2 separate regions of the Sus scrofa genome follow, and region 2 is linked to region 1. A link is a contact called in public Hi-C data. All regions are on one chromosome and are shown on one strand. Each heading gives the region's core, a stretch centred on a gene start, on an enhancer-like site or on the middle of the called end of the contact. The rest is flanking DNA. Distances are from core to core; before and after follow the strand shown.

What was found. A called contact is a pair of places that touch in the nucleus more often than the background predicts.
Region 2: a Hi-C map of embryonic fibroblasts shows a contact between it and region 1, with 1.7 times the contacts expected there. The contact joins the promoter of MOAP1 here to the promoter of LGMN in region 1. A contact is called at or near these places in 1 of 47 Hi-C or Micro-C datasets (embryonic fibroblasts) and 1 of 2 datasets of contacts at active chromatin or transcription factors (alveolar macrophages).

The regions. Positions count from the first base shown.
Region 1 is chr7:114,208,242-114,211,591 of Sscrofa11.1, forward strand. It overlaps LGMN (legumain), which reads right to left and starts at 1,855. Exons shown (of 14, transcript XM_005656451.2): 1 at 1,712-1,855.
Region 2 is chr7:114,571,912-114,575,393 of Sscrofa11.1, forward strand. It overlaps MOAP1 (modulator of apoptosis 1), which reads right to left and starts at 2,141. Exons shown (of 5, transcript XM_021099631.1): 1 at 1,689-2,141; 2 at 1,300-1,573; 3 at 1,172-1,298; 4 at 507-1,169; 5 at 1-504. The coding sequence starts at 1,452. The coding sequence ends at 392. TMEM251 (transmembrane protein 251) reads left to right here and starts at 2,482. Exons shown (of 2, transcript NM_001001629.1): 1 at 2,482-2,711; 2 at 3,147-3,482. The coding sequence starts at 2,632.

The DNA of each region.
Region 1 (3,350 bases), core at 605-3,104:
AAAAATAAATTCTGGTTATTTCCTTAAAAGATAGTCTTAGATGGAAAACTCAAGAGACAGAATTTACCTTCAATATACTTTCACTGAACAATAGCAGGTATGGTGAATTCTACTTCCTTACCTGTTTATTTATGGTTTAGGACCACATCCGCTGCATACGGAGGTTCCCAGGCTAGGGAGTCTAATTGGAACTACAGCTGCTGGTCTACACCACACCCACAGCCATGCCAGATCCGAGCCGTGTCTGCAACCTACACCACAGCTCACCGCAACAAGGGATCCTTAACCCACTGGGCGAGGCCAGTAATCAAACCTGCATCCTCATGGATGTTAGTCAAATCCGTTTCCGCTGAACCATGATGGGAACTCTGTGTCTTTAAAACCCTCAGCAATTCTCCTGAGAATTCCTGCAATGAGCTCCCCAGTGTGCCCTCTCTCCAACACTTCTCCACATTACAGAGGTATCTAAGATACACATCTACGAAACTCGGCGTCCGGGGCTTTCAGGACTAAATCCAAATCTCTTACAGCAGCTCAGGAGGCCCTGCAAGATGTACCTCTCGGTCCTCCACTATCCACATGAAATCCCTTGCTCCAACCAGGTACCAGGACTCCAGGTGCATAACTGGAGCTCTTTCCCTGCCTTTATCAAGCTGTTCTCCAGACAAAATGCTCTTCTCCTTCATCTCAGTAGCTCTATCCATCCCTCAAACTCCACTCAATCAACCTCTTCTCTACAACACTTGACCTCTTCCCACAAGTCAGGGTTAGATGTTGTCCCTGTCACAGTGGAATGGTTCACTATAGACTGCCTCTCCCCTTTACAAAATAATCCCTGCTCAAAAAGCTTAATAAGGCTCCATACCTGTTTGTTAACTAATGCCGCCTGGAGGGGTAAAGAAACCTGGGCTTTTCCACTCACTACGGACATACCACAAGGTAAATCTCAATCTCAAACCGTGGGCGTTTATTTTCACCTCTCAAAGAAAGCACGTGACACAAAGTTCCTTCTCCCAGCCCCCTGTTTCTGGGAACTCCTGGCACCGCCTGATACATGTAGGTATAAACTCAACTCTAATAGTCAGGAGCTGGGGACCAAATCCAGCTAACTTTCACTTCCACGGTTGATGTGAATCATCCTGTAACTCCCACCGGCTCAAGCCTCTGAGAAGTAGAGCTTTTTCTGACTTCTCAGAAGGTATCTTTGTATATGTGTGGGTATATTTGTTGTGGTTAACCTGAGTCCTTCCCCATAGGCTACTGAGAACCTACTGGAAACAGGTGCAATCCTCTGCATTAAAAGCCCCAACAGCCCAAACTGTTTCTAGATCACGAAAGTTGGAGCCAAGCCCCAGACCCCTCCTGGCATTCCCTGGCTTTGGAACCTTAGCACATGTGCCCTTGTCTCGCGCCTGTTTCTCCCTGTGCTTGCAAAAGTCTGGGCTTCCAGCTAGAGCACGCGCAACTGCTCTAGCTGGAAAAGACCCCTTGCCCCCACCCCCACCCCTCAACAGCCCCACAGGAGGGCAGGCTGAAAAGTCTCAGGGTTTCCCTCGGGATTCGTCATTTGCTGGCTCCCTTTCGCTAGCTGAGAAACGGATTACTTAGGGCTGGTGAAAGTGGAAAATCCCAGCCATGAGGCCAAGAGCCGAGGAAGATGGGCGATCCTGTCCCCGCGCGTGGGGCCCAGACCCAGTCCCCTGCCACAGACCTTGGTTACCTGCCGCAGGACCGTGGGAACGCCTCACGGCGCGCAGCCTCAGACAGGCCACCTCGCGACGCCCGCCCTGCAGTGATTGCGGCGCTGCGCCCTCGCTCTCCACTATGAGGGCCCGCTGCTCCGCGCTGATTGGCGAAGCTTCGGGGCGGGGCGTCTGCGAAAGCCAATGGGAGGAGGGAACGAGGCCGGACAGTGGCAGGGACTACAAGTCCCAGTGTGCACCCGCAGGGCCTTCTGGACCCGGAGGCCGGGGGACCCGAGAGAGGTGGGTACTTGGTGATCCAGGGCGGGGGGTCCTGGTGCGCTTGGGAGCAGGGACGCAGTGGTTCCAGCAGTGTCCGCTGAAGGGTCAAACCCAGTGCGCCGAGTCCTTTAACCTTCTGTTTCCAAACTTGCCCCCTCATTGGAACCACCTAGGAAAGCCTCAGAGACACAGAGGGCTCTGTTTCACCCCAGAATTGCTTTTGAGTTCATTGGTCTGCGTGTGGGCTGAGTTTTGGAATCTCTGAAGATCCCCAGGTGATTCGATGTGCAGATTCGTTTAATCCCAGTAACAACCCTGTAAGAGGTAGCTGATGTTAACGTCACCCCAGCTTTACACATAAGGCAACTGAGGGAAGTTATGTGAGGGAGGAGGTTAATTTTCTGAAGGTCACATACCTCTGAAGTGGCAGAGCCAGGCAGTCTAGTTCCTGAATCCTGTGCTTTTAATCCCTATGCAATGCTACTCCTCACATGTTTGGTATTATCTCACAGGGAGAGAAAAATGAAATACTGTACGTACAAGTGCCATGTCGTGAAGCACAGAAAGGTGAATGGAATGGAATTATTGTGGGGGAATAAGTTCAGTCCTTCCCAAGGACATCAAGAGCAAGGTCTAGGACTACATTCTTGGGGTATCTCATTTGATCTTTCATAATCTTTTATTTACAGTAAACAAGGGTCAGCCTATTACGCTGGGCCTACTGCCTATTTTATGTGTATAGGTCTGTAAGAACACAGCCACACCCTTTGGTTTAGATATTATCTCTGGTTATTTTAGGGGAACAAGGCAGAGATGAGAAGTTATAGAAAATGTAAACCAGCAATGATGGAAAAAATAAAAATCATTATTAAAAAAAAAAAGAAGTTATAGGAAAGACCATATGGCCCACAAAGTTGAAAGGATATATTGTCAGAAAAAGTTTTCCAACCCTAAGTTAAATACTGGGCCCAGGATCGCAGCTCACAAGTGACTATGAGCTTCAAGCTCACGCCTATCCAAACCCAAATTCCCTTCTCATGGCTTCGCTTTCACAGCCTTCCTCAATGGGGAGCATTAGCATCATGCACCAGGTGTAGCTGAGCATGGAGAGAAATAGGATTCTGTTCCTTCTCCTTGAGAATTTACTGTTTCATAAGAGAGGCAGAGTGTAACCTCAACTACACCCTCAGTTCACCTGGAATAAATGGTGACCTTCGGCTGTTAGGCTTTCACAGTTGAAACAGAATAAAAGTGGTGGCCTGGTGCCAGACATGTTTAGGCCAACAGAGGGCCAGGGGTAGCCCCCTCAGTCTCCTTCAGCAACAGCAGGGGCTGAGACGGAGTTCCCGTTGTGGCTCAGTGGATTAAGAACTAGAGTAGTATCCA
Region 2 (3,482 bases), core at 891-3,390, 360 kb after region 1:
TCACATCTGACAGCTATGCTTGTACCTATTATCACACGAGCTGACGTCTCAACAAGATCTGATCAGCATATGCACCCGAACCTTGCCTGTCCTCTCAGAGTATCACACATGTGCAGTGATAAGCCTTTTTGAACAACTGTGTATAAGAAAATTCATGGGGTGAATTTAAATGTATAAATACCTGCACAAGACTATATCCTTTTAGTCAATGACACATTAAGGAGATATTAAACAGGGCCCCAAACGACAAAGCGTTATACTGAGAGCTGCCCAGAAACGAGTTACTTGGCAGCACAAGATAGGGATTGGTTGGTGTTAATCACTGAGCCTTTGGGCGGTTCTACCTTCATGCTCTGCGCCCTGCCAGATGGCCCTTCCTCATTTCCCCAATTCAAGTGAAATGCCCCTCTAATCCTGCCTGGAGAAGGGCCTCCTCCTCCGCCGCCGCTGCCTCCTCATCTTTTATTAGTGTCAGTAACTGCAATAAGCCAGGGACTGAGCCTCCTCTGATAGAGTCGACTTCCTGCCCGGTGTTCTGCAGACCATTCCAGCAATGGTTTGGTCTAGATGGGCCTGATTCACAACTTCTGGCTCAATTGCTCCTCTCTCTACCAGCTTCTGCAGTAGAGGCTCCAGCCTTAGTATGTAAGCAGACAGTTTTTCTTCATCCTTCTAAGTGGTCAAATATTTGAACTGCTGCTCCCTAGGATCATCGAGAACCCTAAATACCTGCTCAAGAACCTGCAGGCATTCAGGGACTGTGATTAAAGGACTGTTTATCTTGAGGACACGAATGATATCAGATGCTGGGCCTCTAAGGCTCTCCAGCAATCGCCTTCTTTTTTCAGCATCTGACATTTGTCATGTTTTCATTATTTGAGTGATATGAAACAGCCAGGATACAAATTCTTCTTCTTCTGGTTCTGAAGGGTCACTGCCTGAAAATACTTTCGGCTTTTTGTACTTCAAGTATTACAGGGCAGGCTGCACAGCCTCATCTAATGCCTGTGCCAACATAGCAGCCTGCATTTCTGGGATCATGCCCTGGTCTAGTTCAAAAGGGCCGTTTCCATAGCCAAGGGCTCTGGTAAACTCACCCAAAGTCATGCCCTCTCCCTTTAAGAATTCATGTAATCTGCTTAAAAATTCGTTGTCTGGGTCTGGGGGCTAAAGATCACTCTCCAGCCACGCCCCTTTCCGGGTATCTCCTTAGGGACTAGAGCATGACTTGTCTCCTCAGTAAGCCCTATTAAAGCTACGTGCCTATTCTCATCCCTCCGGAACAGCCTCCTGAGCAGTCAGTCGGTACTCGCCCAAAAGAACTAAACCAGCTTACAGAGCCTCCTGCATTTCTGCCACATTACAGGCCTGGGGGATGCCGGCAATCAACAGTGCTTTCCGAGGGTTCCCATCCATCCCCCTACACCAGTCTTCTAAGAGCCTCAGCGTCATGGTGCCCCTCAAACAACCGATTGAAATTCCAATTTGCCCTGGCCACGGATGCCACCACAGTTCACAGTGTTCCTCCGAGGAACCCCCGTCAAGTCTCTCCTACGTCCGGAGTTCCGACGGGCTGCAAGGACCAAGCAATCGGGTTAGTTGAAAGTGTCAAGGAATGACCCGAGCCCGGAGAAGCCCAGAGGACCCGCGCCAGCGGCCGGCCCTACTGCGGCAGCCAGCCACCTTACCCTCTCTCGGCCTCGGGCGCCCGGCAGCAGACCGCGGGGTCCCGCTTCCCCACTCCATTATCTAGTCGCCAGTGTCTGTGTCCACCGCCGGCGGCCGAGGCGCCAAGACCTGCTGCCGATGCTTCCCGGATGGCCTGGCCCGAGGAGCGGGAGAGTGGCCTCTCCTCCACTCGAAGGGACACCCGAGAGGGATAACCGGGGCTGCGCAGACGAGCGCCGGAGGATGGCTGACCGCTCGTCGCTGCGGCGCTCTCCGCAGCAAGGCACGACGCGGCGATCAGAGCCGCTAGCGAAGCACAGAGGTCGAGGAGCGCTGAAGGGACCAGGCCCAGATGGCAGCCCACCCGAAGGTCGCGTCACCACCGGTGCCTCGGCAACCTCCGCCTGCGTAGCGATCCGAGAGCTGTCAGGTGCGCTCGGGAGGAGGCTGCCCCGCGGCTGCCGAGGGGCCCTGACGTCACCAAGGGAGGCGGGCCTTTGGGGGCGGGGCAGGGCGCTTCCGGCCGGGGCCGGAAGCCCGGACTGTGGCAGCATCCGGGACGGCCGGCGGGCGGGCCAACCCGGACAGGAGGTGAGAGTCGGAATCTGCCCAGCTCCGCAGGCTCGGCCGGTGGCCGCTGCCCGGTCCTGGGCTCCCGGCGCTGCAAGGCGAAGAGGCCCGGGTCTGGCGCCGCCCGCGCAGCCCTGGTCGCGGCCGGCGGGCGCTGCAGCGCGACAGGGGGCGGGGCCGGCCGCAGGGAGGCCGGAGCGGCTGGGAGCCTCCGGGCTGGGCCGGGTGACATCTGCTGGGGCTCCGGCAGCCGCGACAGGGGCCGGACCGCCGCGTGACCGGCTACAGTCACGCTGTGCTTAATCACAATTAGCTTTTGCTCCAGACTGGCGGTGCTCACCATTCTCCCAGCCGGTAACCCCGGGGATTTCTTTTATGGTGGCTTCCTCTGAAATGCCAAAGCCACCCGATTATTCAGAGCTGAGTGACTCTTTAACGCTTCCCGTGGGAACAGGAAGATTTTCGGGACCACTGTAAGGGTTTAAGAGTTACTTTCTTAACTTGGGGGCTCCAACATTGGTTTGACTTGTAGAACCGAGTGACATGAAGCAATACTGGTGAATCAGAAAGTATTTGAACTGTACACGTGAAATGTTGCGTAGAAAACTAGTTTAATTACAGTTTAAGGGAAGGTGTGCTGGACCCATTTAAGCTAGATATGATTTGTTGATCTGTGGGATTCGCATAAAAACACACTCAATATATACTGAAGCTTTACTTCCTCATAACTCACAGAAAACCTGTAAGTTGTTTACATTTCTTTAATAAATGGAAATTTAGTTATTTTAAACCTCACATGTGTTTGGGGGGGTATTTTAGAGCTTATTGGAAATAAAGTACATTTGGAATAGTTGACAAATACCAGCTTTATTAGACCCTAACTATTTTTTTTTTTTTTAAACCGGAAGGCACAGAGCATGGAGAATGATGAACTTCCGTCAGCGGATGGGATGGATTGGAGTGGGATTGTATCTGTTAGCAAGTGCAGCAGCATTTTACTACGTTTTTGAAATCAATGAGACTTACAACAGGCTGGCCTTGGAACACATTCAGCAGCACCCAGAGGAGCCCCTTGAGGGAACCACATGGACACACTCCTTGAAATCTCGGTTACTTTCCCTACCTTTTTGGTTTTGGACAATTATTTTTCTGATACCGTACTTACAGATGTTTTTGTTCCTTTACTCTTGTACAAGAGCTGACCCCAAGACGGTGGGTTACTGTATTATTCCCATATGCTTGGC